Regions from separate parts of the Mus musculus genome. Here region 1 is linked to region 2. A link is a contact called in public Hi-C data. All regions are on one chromosome and are shown on one strand. Each heading gives the region's core, a stretch centred on a gene start, on an enhancer-like site or on the middle of the called end of the contact. The rest is flanking DNA. Distances are from core to core; before and after follow the strand shown.

What was found. Hi-C and Micro-C count contacts between places; a contact is called where the count stands out from the background.
Region 1: a Hi-C map of bone marrow-derived macrophages shows a contact between it and region 2, with 32 read pairs. The contact joins the enhancer-like site here to the promoter of 4930524O08Rik in region 2. A contact is called at or near these places in 1 of 484 Hi-C or Micro-C datasets (bone marrow-derived macrophages), 6 of 115 datasets of contacts at active chromatin or transcription factors (bone marrow-derived macrophages, embryonic stem cells, extraembryonic endoderm stem cells and 3 more) and 2 of 9 other capture datasets (bone marrow-derived macrophages and embryonic stem cells).

Annotation. Positions count from the first base shown.
Region 1 is chr9:90,019,343-90,025,550 of GRCm38.p6, reverse strand. Rasgrf1 (RAS protein-specific guanine nucleotide-releasing factor 1) reads right to left here. Exons shown (of 27, transcript NM_011245.2): 25 at 5,121-5,238; 26 at 4,120-4,188. Among named protein-coding and RNA genes, the nearest start is that of Ctsh, 32 kb to the left of the region's middle. Within about 2 kb of position 3,925, at least 29 of the 459 cell types and tissues checked have an H3K27ac peak or open chromatin away from gene starts, as enhancers often do. A contact at or near this core is called in bone marrow-derived macrophages and microglia, where this site is marked.
Region 2 is chr9:89,823,976-89,830,258 of GRCm38.p6, reverse strand. It overlaps 4930524O08Rik (RIKEN cDNA 4930524O08 gene), which reads right to left and starts at 3,740. Exons shown (of 6, transcript NR_040735.1): 1 at 3,022-3,740.

The sequences.
Region 1 (6,208 bases), core at 2,676-5,175, 200 kb before region 2:
CTAAGTCCTGGCTGATTTCCTGCTCATTCAAGGAGGGATCAGAGCTCTTGACCTTACAGGCACCCTCTGGATCCAAGGTTCAGGTGTTTGTCAATTTGGAAGCAAGCATGCCTTTCTCCCTCCACAGAAACCAAGAGCAAGAAGGAAAAAGAAATGACACCTGTATTCTGTGCGTGAAAGTATAATGATAGCTGCTTCAGGGGAAACCAAGGCCTGTTGCTTTTGCTTTGGGGAACTCACTCTGTCACCATGAAGGTCGGAAGCAGCTGGATGCTGATTGACAGTAACAGATGAAATTATTCCTATGTCTTATCAATGGCTCACACCCTGTGTATCTAGGAAGACGACCTTTTGTCTGGCATCACTCAGCCCTGTGGGTGAAGACAGGGTGACTATGACCTCATCAAATGAACTAGTCTCCTAGCTCTATCCAGGAGCTTCATGGACGGGGATCCTTCTAGAATATATTAGTGTACTCTGCTTCTAGAGCAGACTGGCCAGTTCTTCCCATGTGACCACAGAGTGCAATTTCCCTGAGATGTTTTCCTTAACCTGGAGACTGGTGGCAAAACCATCCCTGCAGAGTCACTCGGGAGGTTTGAAGGAGCAGTGGTGTTTATTTGGTCTGAACATCAGAGCTTGGGAGAAGGTGGTAGGAGATAGAAGAGAGCGTTGAAATTTTGAGGATAACTTCTGAGACTTTCAAGGGTGCCATGTTCACTACTACAGTGTTTCCGGATACAGTGTGTGAGAGACACTAACATAGTTCCTCCAAATGCTGCTAAATTTAAATGGATAGTTATGTCTTAATATTATTATTTTCTCTGTGCATATGATATGTGTGTATGTGTGTTTGAGTGAGTGTGTGTATGAATATAGGTATGTGCGTGTAGAGGTCAGAGGACAACTTTTTCATCCATCCTTGTCTTCTTTGGGTCTTTGCTGTGCACAGCTTAGTTGGCCTGTGTGGTGGTTTGAATAAAAATGGCCTCCACAGGCCCATAGGGAGTGGCACTATTAGGAGGTGTGGCTTTGGAGTAGGTGTGGCTTTGTGGGAGGAGGTGTGTCAGTAGGGAGTGGGCTTGAGGTCTCAGCAGGGCAAGCTTGTCCAGTGTATTGCTGTCACTCTCTTCTGCCTATGGACCCAGATGTAGAACACTCAGCTGCTTCTCCAGTACTATGTCTGCCTGCATGCCACCATGCTTCCTGCCATGAACTAAACAGCCAAACCATAAGCCAGTCCCATTTAAATGTTTTCCTTTATAAGAATTACTGTGGTCATGGTGTCTCTTCACAGCAATAAAAGCCTAAGACAGTCTGAGTGTCTGGAGATTTTCAGGTTTCTGACTCCCAGTCGTAGGGGTCAGAGACTCCCATCTTGTCATAGGAACATGGTGCTTAGGAATACACGGTGAACAGGCACCGTGACTGGATCTTATGGGCTTTGGGGATTTGAACTCGGGTCCTCATGCTTATATAACAAATTGTTTTACTCGTTCAGCAAGTGGTTCTCAACCTTCCTAGTGCTGGGACCCTTTAGTTCCTCATGTTGTGGTGATCCCAGCCATAAGTTAGTTTTGTTGCTACTGTTAAAAATTGTAATGTCAATATCTGTGTTGACAGATGATCTTAGGTGACTCTCGTGAAGGGGTTGTTTGTCTCCAAAGAGGCTATGATGCACAGGTTGAGAACCACTGTGCTAGGCCATCTCCTCAGTCCTTAATATTCTTCTTTATTATAGGCTAAATGATGTGTGGCTAGGGATGTAAGTCAGGTGGTAGAGTGCTTGCCTAGCTTGCTAGAAGTTAATCCTAGCCCTCAGGAGCTTGCTAGATGTGGTGGGAAGCAGAGTGAGGGCAATCTTTATGAGTTCAAGGCCAAGCTGGACTACATTGAGCTCCAGGCCAGGCATAGCTTCCTAGGGAGACACTGTCTTTAAAAAAAAAATAAAAGTAACAGAGAGACCACATACATTTTTGGGCTAGACTGTGCATGTGTGTGTGTGTGTGTGTGTGTGTGTGTGTGTGTGTGTGCTGGAGACTGAACTCAGAGCTTACAATCTCAGCACCTCTGGCTGGAATCATCCTGAGCATCATGACACTTCCTCAGCCATGTCCCTGAGTGTAAGAGTTATCTTCTTATAGAGCATTTCTATGACAGTCATGACACGTAACTGCCAGACAATGGTATTTATCTGATATACAAGTCATATTCAAATTTCAAGTGCCCTTTAAATCTTCATACAGTCTTTAGAGTACTTGTACATTATTATTATGTGTGTATACGTGGTGTGTATGTGTGTGTGTGTGTGTGTGTGTGTGTGTGTGTGTGTGTGTGTGTGTGTGGCATTCATATGCCACGGTGTGCGTGTGGATATCAGACGATAACTTTTGGGAGTCAGGGTCAGTTCTCTCTTTGCGGGTCTTGGTGTTCTTTAACCTAGGGTAATATTGTGTGTGTGTGTATGTGTGTGTGTGTGTGTGTGTGTGTGTGTGTGTGTGTGTGTGATTGATTTTTTTCTTTTTACGCTACTAGGTTGGATTGAACCCTAGGGCCTCAATCATGCTAAGCAAGCATTCTACATTCTACCACTGATTGCTACTGTGGTTTTACTTTTTTATCTATTTCCCTTCAGAGTGCAAACTCATGCAGACAAGTGCTATCTATTTTGTGTACTGTGCTACGTGGCCTGAGATAGTACTGGAAGCACAGTACTCCTTCTATAAATGTGTCTATTGAATGAATGAAAAGCAACATACTAATGGCCCAGTTAGTTCTCCATAGATCTTTTCTACATGACAGAACAGAACAAGGCACAGAATTAAATTTTGTTGTCGTTTTTTGAGACCCGTAGCTGTGGCTGTCCTGAAACTCACTCTGTAGACCAGGCTGGCCTGCCTTGACCTCACAGAGATCCACCTGCCTCTGCTTCCTCAGTACTGAGATTAAGGGTATGTACCATCATACCCAACAATGCTTTGTTGTTGTTGTTGTTGTTTTTGTTTTTGTTTTTGTTTTTTTTTTTTTGAGATGGGGTTTCAGGTAGTCCAGGCTGGCTTCAAATTTTCTATGCAGCCAAGAATGTCCTGGAACTTCTGATCCTTTGCTTTCACCTTTTAAGTGCTGGAATTATAGGTCCAGGCCACCAGGCCTGGATTTATGCCAAGGCAGGGCCTTATGCATGTTAAGCAAGTACTCTACCACCAACATCACCAACTCCAACACAAGATAGTTCTTTGGGTTTGGTTAGTAGCAGAGAAAGACTAAAGTGAGCTAGATGTCCATCCACATAAAGGATTAGTGAGAGGAATGGCTTTCTCTGCCATTTTAAACAAGAATAAGGACTCTGTCACAGGAAGAAGTGACTCCAGACATATGGGAAAACAGAATGGTGTTGGGCTATGGATGGCAAGTGACACCATAGTAGAAAAAATATGATGTGTTTATGATCTGTCCTGGATATAGACTTGAGAAGCAGCATACTCTTGTCTTTGGGAGAAAAGCCTGTGACTTCTGCAACGTGGACGTATAATGCTTTTCAAGAAGAGAAGTATCTGGGATTGGGGATATGGCTCAGATTCCTGACTTCCATTTGCAAAGTCCTAGTTTTGAGCTTCAGCACCATACAAAGGGAGCATGATCAAGTTGGCCCAGCTGGTAAAGGTACTTGCTGACAAGCCTTGTGATATAAATTTAATTCCTAGAATTTATATGATGGAGGGAGAAAAGTGACTCCTACAAATAGTCCTATTTCCATAGGCACTGTGGTACATGTGTATATGAGCATACACATACATGCACGTACACCCTGTAAACTGAAAAACAAGCAAAAGCACAACTAACCAACCAACCAAAGGGGATGTTCGGAGCCACCCCCTAGCCTTGTAGGAGTGCAGATGTTGTTTTAAGCCACTCAGGGGAAGTGAAACCAGGCAAGAATTACAAGGAAGGACCAACTTGCTTAATGGCCAGGGAACAGGAATAGGTATGGCTTCTGTAAGGCAATGGCATATTTAAGCTGGAGCGTTAGGATCCTTGAAGGGTTGAGGGAAGATGCTTCGGGAGAAGGCAGAGCCTATGCAGACAGCACCACTGGGAAGGGATGGAGAGACCTCTTACCTTTGGCTGGGGGTCGATTTTGTAGGTAGTCTGCTGAAACTGGCGAATCTCTCGGATAATATGGGAGATCTGCAGGAAGGAGGAGGGGTTTTAGAACAGTCTGTTCTCTTGTGTTGCCTTGTGGCTGGAAAGGGTCATTGGTAGCTAGCTATCTCTGAAGTCACATTGACTCCTGGAAAACTCTGCTGGCTTTCTTTACACCAGCCACCTGTTTCCGAGGTGAAATCTGTCTGTGTGTGGGAGAGCTGTGCTAGTGTGTGTGTGTGTGTGTGTGTGTGTGTGTGTGTGTGTGTGTGTGTGTGTGTGTGTTTTAAAGAGAACGCTCTTAGCCAGGGCTGCAGATTTCCCAACACCACTACAACCAAATGTCAGGCTTCCAATCAAAGTGGGTGCCAGACGTGTGGGTGTCTAATGTGTGCACGGCAGGATGCAAAGCATAAGGGCTTCCCTCCATCACCAAGATGGAGCTCCTCGTTTGCGTTTGAAAGATATCCTTTTTTAAATGTGTAAGCACATTTTACCTAGTGGGTGCAAATAGAGGCTCTTTGGCTGGGGTGAGTGAGAGACATGGACAGCTAGGAGTCCTGTGCCTGCTCAGATAGGTCTCTTTAGATCCTCTCACTCTCATGGCATGAATCTACTAGAACAGATTTGAAACTTGCTTTCTTGGGTGGTGTTGCTGCAGGGTGATTTTTCTGTAGTTACACAAAACAAGCATTTCTGTGGCCAATGAAGGGCGAGATGTGAAGGTGAGGTGGGCTTTGAGGTCAGACCCAGCTCTTCTTTGCACATAGGTGGGTTATCTTGACCTCACCCATCCTCCCCTGTAAGGAAGGGGGACTGGGCTGAAGTGGGAAAGGCAGGAAACACAGGGCTAAGGACATGAGCGTCAGCCATGGTTTTTACTGGAGGCCTCAAGCCAGGCACAGGCTGTGCTGGGGCAGAGAAAGGGTAGTTCAGTCTGGAGTGGGTAGTGCCCCCATTCGCCCAGCGAGACTTACCATTCTCATCTTGGAGAAGTTGACCAGGCCGTCCTCTGTGTAATTGGGTGTCCCCTCCTCGATGAACACCAAGTCGGTGAGATACATCCCCAGGTAAGGGACACAGGGTGGATCACAACTTGGAAAGAAATGGCATCCACAAAAGTTTTTTACTTAAGGAAAGGAACTTCTGCTGAGAGCAGAGCACTCTGCATGCAGGTCTTGCCTGGCTAGAGGCAAAGGGGTTTATAGTTATGAAGAATCACAGGGCACACACAGGCCTTGATAGACCCCCCCAGCCAGGCTGGAAGGTGGGCTAGATAGTATGAAGCTGCCTGGGCCCTCACGCGCAGGCTAGGAGAAGGGGTCTTATTTAAATCTCCTCCCTCTATGACCCCAAATGCCTTTCTTTACTTCTCTGGCATATGCACAGTGGAGTCCCCCAGCTGTTCCCCAGCTACCTCCTGGTTCACAGTTTTTCCACTGTTATTCTGTGTTCAGTCACCTCTGGGGAGGCCGTGCCACCCATGCCCAAGTTCCAGCAGTCACTCAGTGCGGCGTTCCCAAGACCTGTCTTCTTGTCACCTAGGCTTGAGGGCCAGAGCAGAAAACCCTGGCCCTCTGACCATTTTCCTGGAAGTGTCTTCTGGAAAGGGTGGGTGATTCTCAGGGTCTGTAGTTATAAGAGATTGAGACTCTGGTGCGACGGACCAGGCCTCTGATGTGTAGCTCTGAGCATGGGCTCATGTCTGTGGACCATGGCAGCTTTCTGGTACCTTGGAAGGGTTCAGGGGGGAAAGGAATAATGGGATTGATGATGGAGTGAGCAGCCGCTACCCTCCTCCCTTCAGCAACTTTGGGGGACTCCTGAGATAATGCACCACGGCTCAGCACAGAGAGATGCCAGAGGAATTGTTCCTCTGGCTGCTTGAAACTCTTGCCATGGTGGGAAAATGGGGGGTACAGACCTTGAACCTTTCTCCATCTCCCCTGTGCTGGGACTAAAAGTACCATCCCATCTGATTTGTTGTTGTTGTTTTTGCCACTGGGTCTCTCTACCTAGCCCTGGCTGTCCTGACCATGGAACCTGATTCTATTGGTACTGGGGA
Region 2 (6,283 bases), core at 2,491-4,990:
ATTTATGGATGGCTTGGCGGGTAAGTTAGTGACGAGAAATCAATCAAAAGAACATCTTTGAAAGACATTTAATTTTTTTTTTCCTATTTGGAATAAGTACTGACACTGACAAAGATAACTCGAAAGCTATAATAGGATGTTAGTGCTGAACTGTTATCAACACACTGGCTGACAAGTGCTCTCAAGTTCAAAAGAACTGATGAAGATACATCTTTGCAAAAGAGAACCTGAATTGCATTGAAATCCTATAGTGTATATATATATATATGGATCATTGGTAGACATTTACCCCAATTGGTAACTATATAAATGGAACATAAAATGTCCTCCCAGAGGCCCACGGGATTGGACACCCGATCCAGGGCTTCTGGCACTCCTTGTGGCGTTTGTAGAAGCTTTGGGGATGTGTCTGGCTTCCCCTGTATGGGTCACTGAGGTGAGCTTTTGACTAGTATGGTCTATCTTTAGTTTTGGTCTAACTTTTGGCCTCCTGATCCATCAGATGCTGGAAGCTGCTGCTTCACCATCAGACCCTGATGCCTTCCCTATGTTGATGGTTGTGCCTCTGAAACTGGGAGCCCAACTGGACCTTTCTTCCCTTACATTGCTTTCTGCAACGTATTTTGTCACAGCAATGGGACAGTAATGGATATAATAACCATATTAAATATTAATATTCATTTAACTGAAATTACCAACTCTATTTTTCTCTGATGTACTAAGCTGGAGGAAAGATTGACTTCTTTTTACATTTTTCTGACAAGGAAAAAAATGACATTACATAGTTCTTGTCTTATGCAGAGACTATTCAGTGATTAAATGAACATGAATGTCAAAAAAATGTTAGAGTCAAGTCAGGCACATTGGTGCAAAAACAATGTTCTTTTTCCAACTTTTGTTAAGTTGCCAATACTTTCAAGTTTTACAGAAATTATATTATGTGATTTTTTTCCCCTTCATTTAAAAGCACAGTCTTGGATTTTGTACTTGGTTTTGGTTTTCTAACCTTTTGTTCAAACAGGCTCCCACCCCTTGAAAGTGAGCATGTATACAGATACACAGACACACATAGAGATATACACACAGATACATACACTTACACATGCAAATCCACACAGACACACAGATACACATAGAGATATACACACAGAGACACACACTTACACATACAAACACACAGAAACACACACATACATACAGATACACATACAGACACACAGACACACAGACATACAGATCTATGGACACAGACAAACATACACATGGAGACAGATACACAGAAATAGACAGACAGACACACACACACACAGAGACACATACAAATAGACACATACACACACCTTTATAAGCTTCAGGTCCCACGAAAAGTGGAAGGGCCCTAGGATACCCTTTCTGATTCCAGACTAACCCATCTTCTATGGCACGCCTTCCTATTCTACAGTAGGGGACAGTACTGTCTGTCTGCTCTGGGAGTGTCATCAGCACCCCCTGACTTGGTGGTATGGCGATTGGTTTCAGACTCCGTTGAAGGAAAAAACTACATGTTTTTGGTTTCTGTGGCTGTGTCCAGACACTTAATCTGAGAGTCTGAATTTGAGGGAGGCTGGAATAAACAAACGGTCACTGCCCTGTGGAGCCCAGAGCACCTGAATGGTGAGTACGTGCTCGGGCACTCTTGCCTGTTTTTCATGTGGTCTAGAAGAGATTGCTTCCCTCAGGGATCCAAATATCTAATGTAGAAGAAACCACACACCTTCTCAGGAATCTCCTTGTCACCTTGCCATGGTGAAGGCACAAATCCTGGGCAGCCTTCTGCCCTATGCAGTCACCAGGCTGGCCCCGGCTGTCTCTGGGAGGCTGACTCATGCCAAGGAAACAGATCTGGGAATGTCTACAGAGTTCCTGGTGGTAAGGATGAAGAACTGGGCATAAGTGGAGAGCCGGGACATGTGCAAACGGTGAGGCAGTCACTGAGCCGCTGGAAGAGTCTGGGGTGTCTGCTCAGCAGGTACCCACCAGTTCCTGCTTTTTATGTGAGGGTTCTCTAGAGAAACTGGGGAACGAAGTAATTTTATCCCTGAGAACATCTCTCTTAAACACCATGAACCTCATTGTACCCGACAAATGCAAGCTAGGGAAGAAAGGGTTCACAGGTCAACTACAACAGCAGCAGCTTGTCCCCTTACGTCCCTAAACAGAAACAGATAAAACATTAATTACGTGTAAGACAGTGCTTAGCCCTCTCTCTACCCATTCATTCCTGGACCTACCCCATAAATGGTGCCTCCTGCTTTCTACATGAGTTGGTCTTCCCAACTCAATTCACCCAATTACGAAACTCCTTCATAGCCCCAGGCCAACCTAATCTAAATAATTCCTCATTAAAACCTTCTTCCCAGCTCATTCTAGGTTGTCAGAGTCGACATCACAGTCATTTTCTTTACTTGTAAACAGTGATGGATAATTGGGACAAGCAGAGTAAATAGCAGCGTTACTCTGAGTGACAATCCCTGATGACTGTCTTGGCCTTGTGACAGTACTGTCTGAAGTGAACGACTTGGTTTTAACCCTTGTTGCCTGCAGAATTTTTCACGGAGGCTTCTCTAGATGTTGGAAGCTGCAGACATTTCTGGATTAGATCTGGGAAGCTTCTGGATGGTGGGTCTCCTCTGAGACTACCTAGACTAGCAATTTCCACATCCCAGCCAGAATCCCTGGATCAAAATCTTGTACGAAGCTCATTCTGTCTAAGGCTCGTGGTGGGTATAGGGCTCAGAGGCTCACAGGTGCTCCCTCTTGTGGGGCGGTCTGCAAGTAGCATTCTTCATCCGGGTGTCGGAGGAATATCCGTAAAACGTATTCCTTGGTGGAAGCCATGACTCAATTTAATGGGAGTGAAGATCACAGAGAAGAAAATTACCCAGAATGACTTAGGAACCCTTTGCTTTCTCCTGGCCTCAGTTTCCCTATCTGTATTTTGAGACTGCAGTCTTCCACGCTCTCAACATCCCAAGCACGTACTATATTAAAGCATGATGCGGGCGCCCCCTTGTGGTCAGAAAAGGCCTTGGCTGTTGGAGGAGTTGATGGCGTCTGTAGGTTTACGCAAATGGAGGCCCAAGACAGGCCTTCCTGTTTTCTGCTCGATTTAGTGCTCTGTCTCGAGGTTAGTCTCTTCTCTTGATTGATCCTCATATTCTCACATCGAGTGGAGCATCAGGAGGCCCAAAGAGACATGATGGACAATGTTCCCTTGGCGATGCCACTAACTGCGTGTGATTTTCGCCAGGGCCTTTTACCGGAAGCAGGCTTACATAACTGCAGTGATGGGGGATGGGCACTGTCAGCCTTCAACCTGGCATCTAGGAGGTCTGTGAAATCCCCTGAGGTCTAGGGAGCATTTGTGCAGACCAGCAGTTGTAGGAGACAAAGGTCCAGTGTTTTGTCTGCGTTTCTTGAGGTGGCTTTGCCGCTTTGAGTGCATTAGTGATAAAGCTTCAGGGGAGAGGCCTTACCTTCAGAACGCTCACATCGGGCTCCTTTTTGGTCACCAATACTGAGTAGACGTGCTTTAAAAGCCAAAGAAAAATGAAGAAAACAACAAACAAACAAACAAACAAACAACAAAAAAAGCCAAGTCCCCTAGATCAGAACTGACAACCAGGGCAAATGGTCTCAGCTCTGTATACCTCTGCCTGCTGGTTTTCCTGTCCTGTAATCCCAACGTGATCCCTGGGAACTCCAAAGACAGGAACTGACAACAGGCAGTCCTGGCGGGCTCTGTTAAGCTACAAGGATGGATGATGGCTGGCTTCAGTTTCTAGTCAGTTTCACACTGCCACGGAATCGGTGACCGGTTCTGTCTCCTTTTTGCAAATCATGAGTAGAGGTGGAAGAGGGAGGCTAAGTCACCACGGTTAGTTCACTTGATTCTCACAATAGCTCTGGGAAGTAGGCCTGTTATCACCATGTACTTACAGAAACTGAGTCTTGGAACTGGAGAGTGACTTATCGCATACCAGAAAAGGTGTTGATGGTGGGGCTGTGTGCGTGTCCATGTGAGTATATATGTGTATATATTTGTGTGTGTGTATATTTGCTTATGTGTTTGCATATATGTGGGTGTATGTATCTATGTGTGTGCATTTATGTATTGTGTATATATGTATATGTGTATATATTTATATATGTATGTATGAATGCATGTGTATATCTGTGTGTGGCATATTTTCCTCTAAGTTTTACTATGTAGTTTTTTAAAAAATTTAGCATATGTTACTTAGGCATGATAATGGGTTTTATTATGACAGTCTCTTACATATATAGCACGTATTTTACTCCTAGTCACCTCCATTACCCTTTCCTGTCACTTTGCCTCTCCTGCTGAGCCTTCCTCCCACCCCAGCTAGGCCCCACAATGTTACATTCATGTCTTCTTTACAAAGAGGAACTACTGAGTTTTGTTAGTGTTGCTTACAGAGACATGGCTGCAAAGGTGTTGTTACAGGAGAGCACACACCTTCACTGAAGACAATGTCTAGTCCTCTCCCAGACACCACGGAATCGCTGGGCTTTTAATTGTGATTTGCAGCTGGCCCATGTGGCACTCACAGGACTGACGAGGGGCACTCAGCACCTCAGGAGACATCATGCCCAACTGTTGGAGCCACTGGTGTGTCCACTAGAGCATTCTGAGCACGTCCCCAAGGTGTCTGACTGAGGTCCTTGTCCCAGTTTCTGGACTGAATTTCTGGCTGTATAGCAGTTTCGGACAACCCATAACTCTCCTCTTCAGTTTCTCATTTCCTGGTGACAGGATCTTATCTTGACATTCCCTGGCCCACACCTTGCTTTGATCTGTCACTGGGCTTGGCAAGTCACTCATGCAGAAGTCCACATGTCCTCTCTGTTCCTTACAAGGCCTGGAGACTGGCAGCTCTCCTGGCCCCCCCTCCCTGCACAATAACATAGGGCCACACCCACAGAACAGTTTATCAACACTGGGGCACCAGTGACTTCCCACCACTTACCTGATCCCCACCCCAAGTCTTCTGTATGAGGGTGTCCTGGATACGTGAGAAATTACCAAGCATTCAAATGTTATGCTTATCTTTGTCCTTGGGGTCTGAGAGGGCCAGGATCTCATGGACATCTTATATTCCCAGCTAGAACAAGGTCCTCCCATCCCACTTCTCCCTTTCTCTACCACACCAGTGAACACTATGGCTGGGTTCTGTGTTACTCTCTCTTCCCTAACCACCGTGGCCATCAAGTCTGCCTCTGTCCACACTGGACTGTTTGAGGCTGGTCCTCACTTGCCCGTGACATGGTCACCATCTCCTTCACTGTGTTACTGAAGTCCAAATATCCAGAATCTAGGCGTGGAGTGCATAGCATGCCCACTGTTCTGTGAATTCTCACTGTCATGGCCACTGAAAATCCCTACGCCTATTAAATAAGCGAATGCAAGGGTGGATTGACAAGACACTCCCCGCTGCTCTCAAGCCGTGTCCCGCCGTACTGAATACAGCTGCACTTGCTCCTTGGATATTATTACATGCAGAATTTCACCTCCATTCCCATTAAATACAATTCATTCATGCCTGTAAGCGCTTTATAGATAGCCTTCTTGACCCTCCCATCGATTTAGTGAGGGAGAGACCCAGGGAATGATTGACAGATGCTCAAAGCTCAAGCAACTTCTAGAGACAACCTTCCCAATGCCGTGGCCATTTAATAACAGTTCTTCATGTTGTGGTGACCCCCCCCCCCACCATAAAATTATTTTTTGTTGCTACTTCATAACTGTAATTTTGTTACTGTTATTAATCAGAATATAAAGATTTGATATACAGGTGGTCTTAGTTGACCTCTGTAAAAGGGTCTTTCAATTCCTCAAAGGTCATAACCCACAGGCTGAGAACCACTGCATTAAGGGGTGAAGCCGGGACACCATCCCAGGTAGGGTTAACTCAGAGCTGAAGCACAGAGCACAGTGTTCTGTGCTGTGCCCAACCACAGGGTATTTGCAGATGAGAGGCACCTGACTCCCAGTGCCTCATCCAAAGTACAATAGAGTCCAATTAGGGCACTCACCTTCCCCCCCCATCCCCCAGGTGTCAAACGTCTTTAATCAATAGGCTTCAGCTAGAGTTTAAAAGTTGGCTTCGGATCACCCTGGATGTATAATTACGTATTGTAGCAACACATCCGTATGGCTGTCACACCCCATCCCATCATTAAGCCAAGATGAAAAGGACCTCCAGCGAATTCCAGACTAACC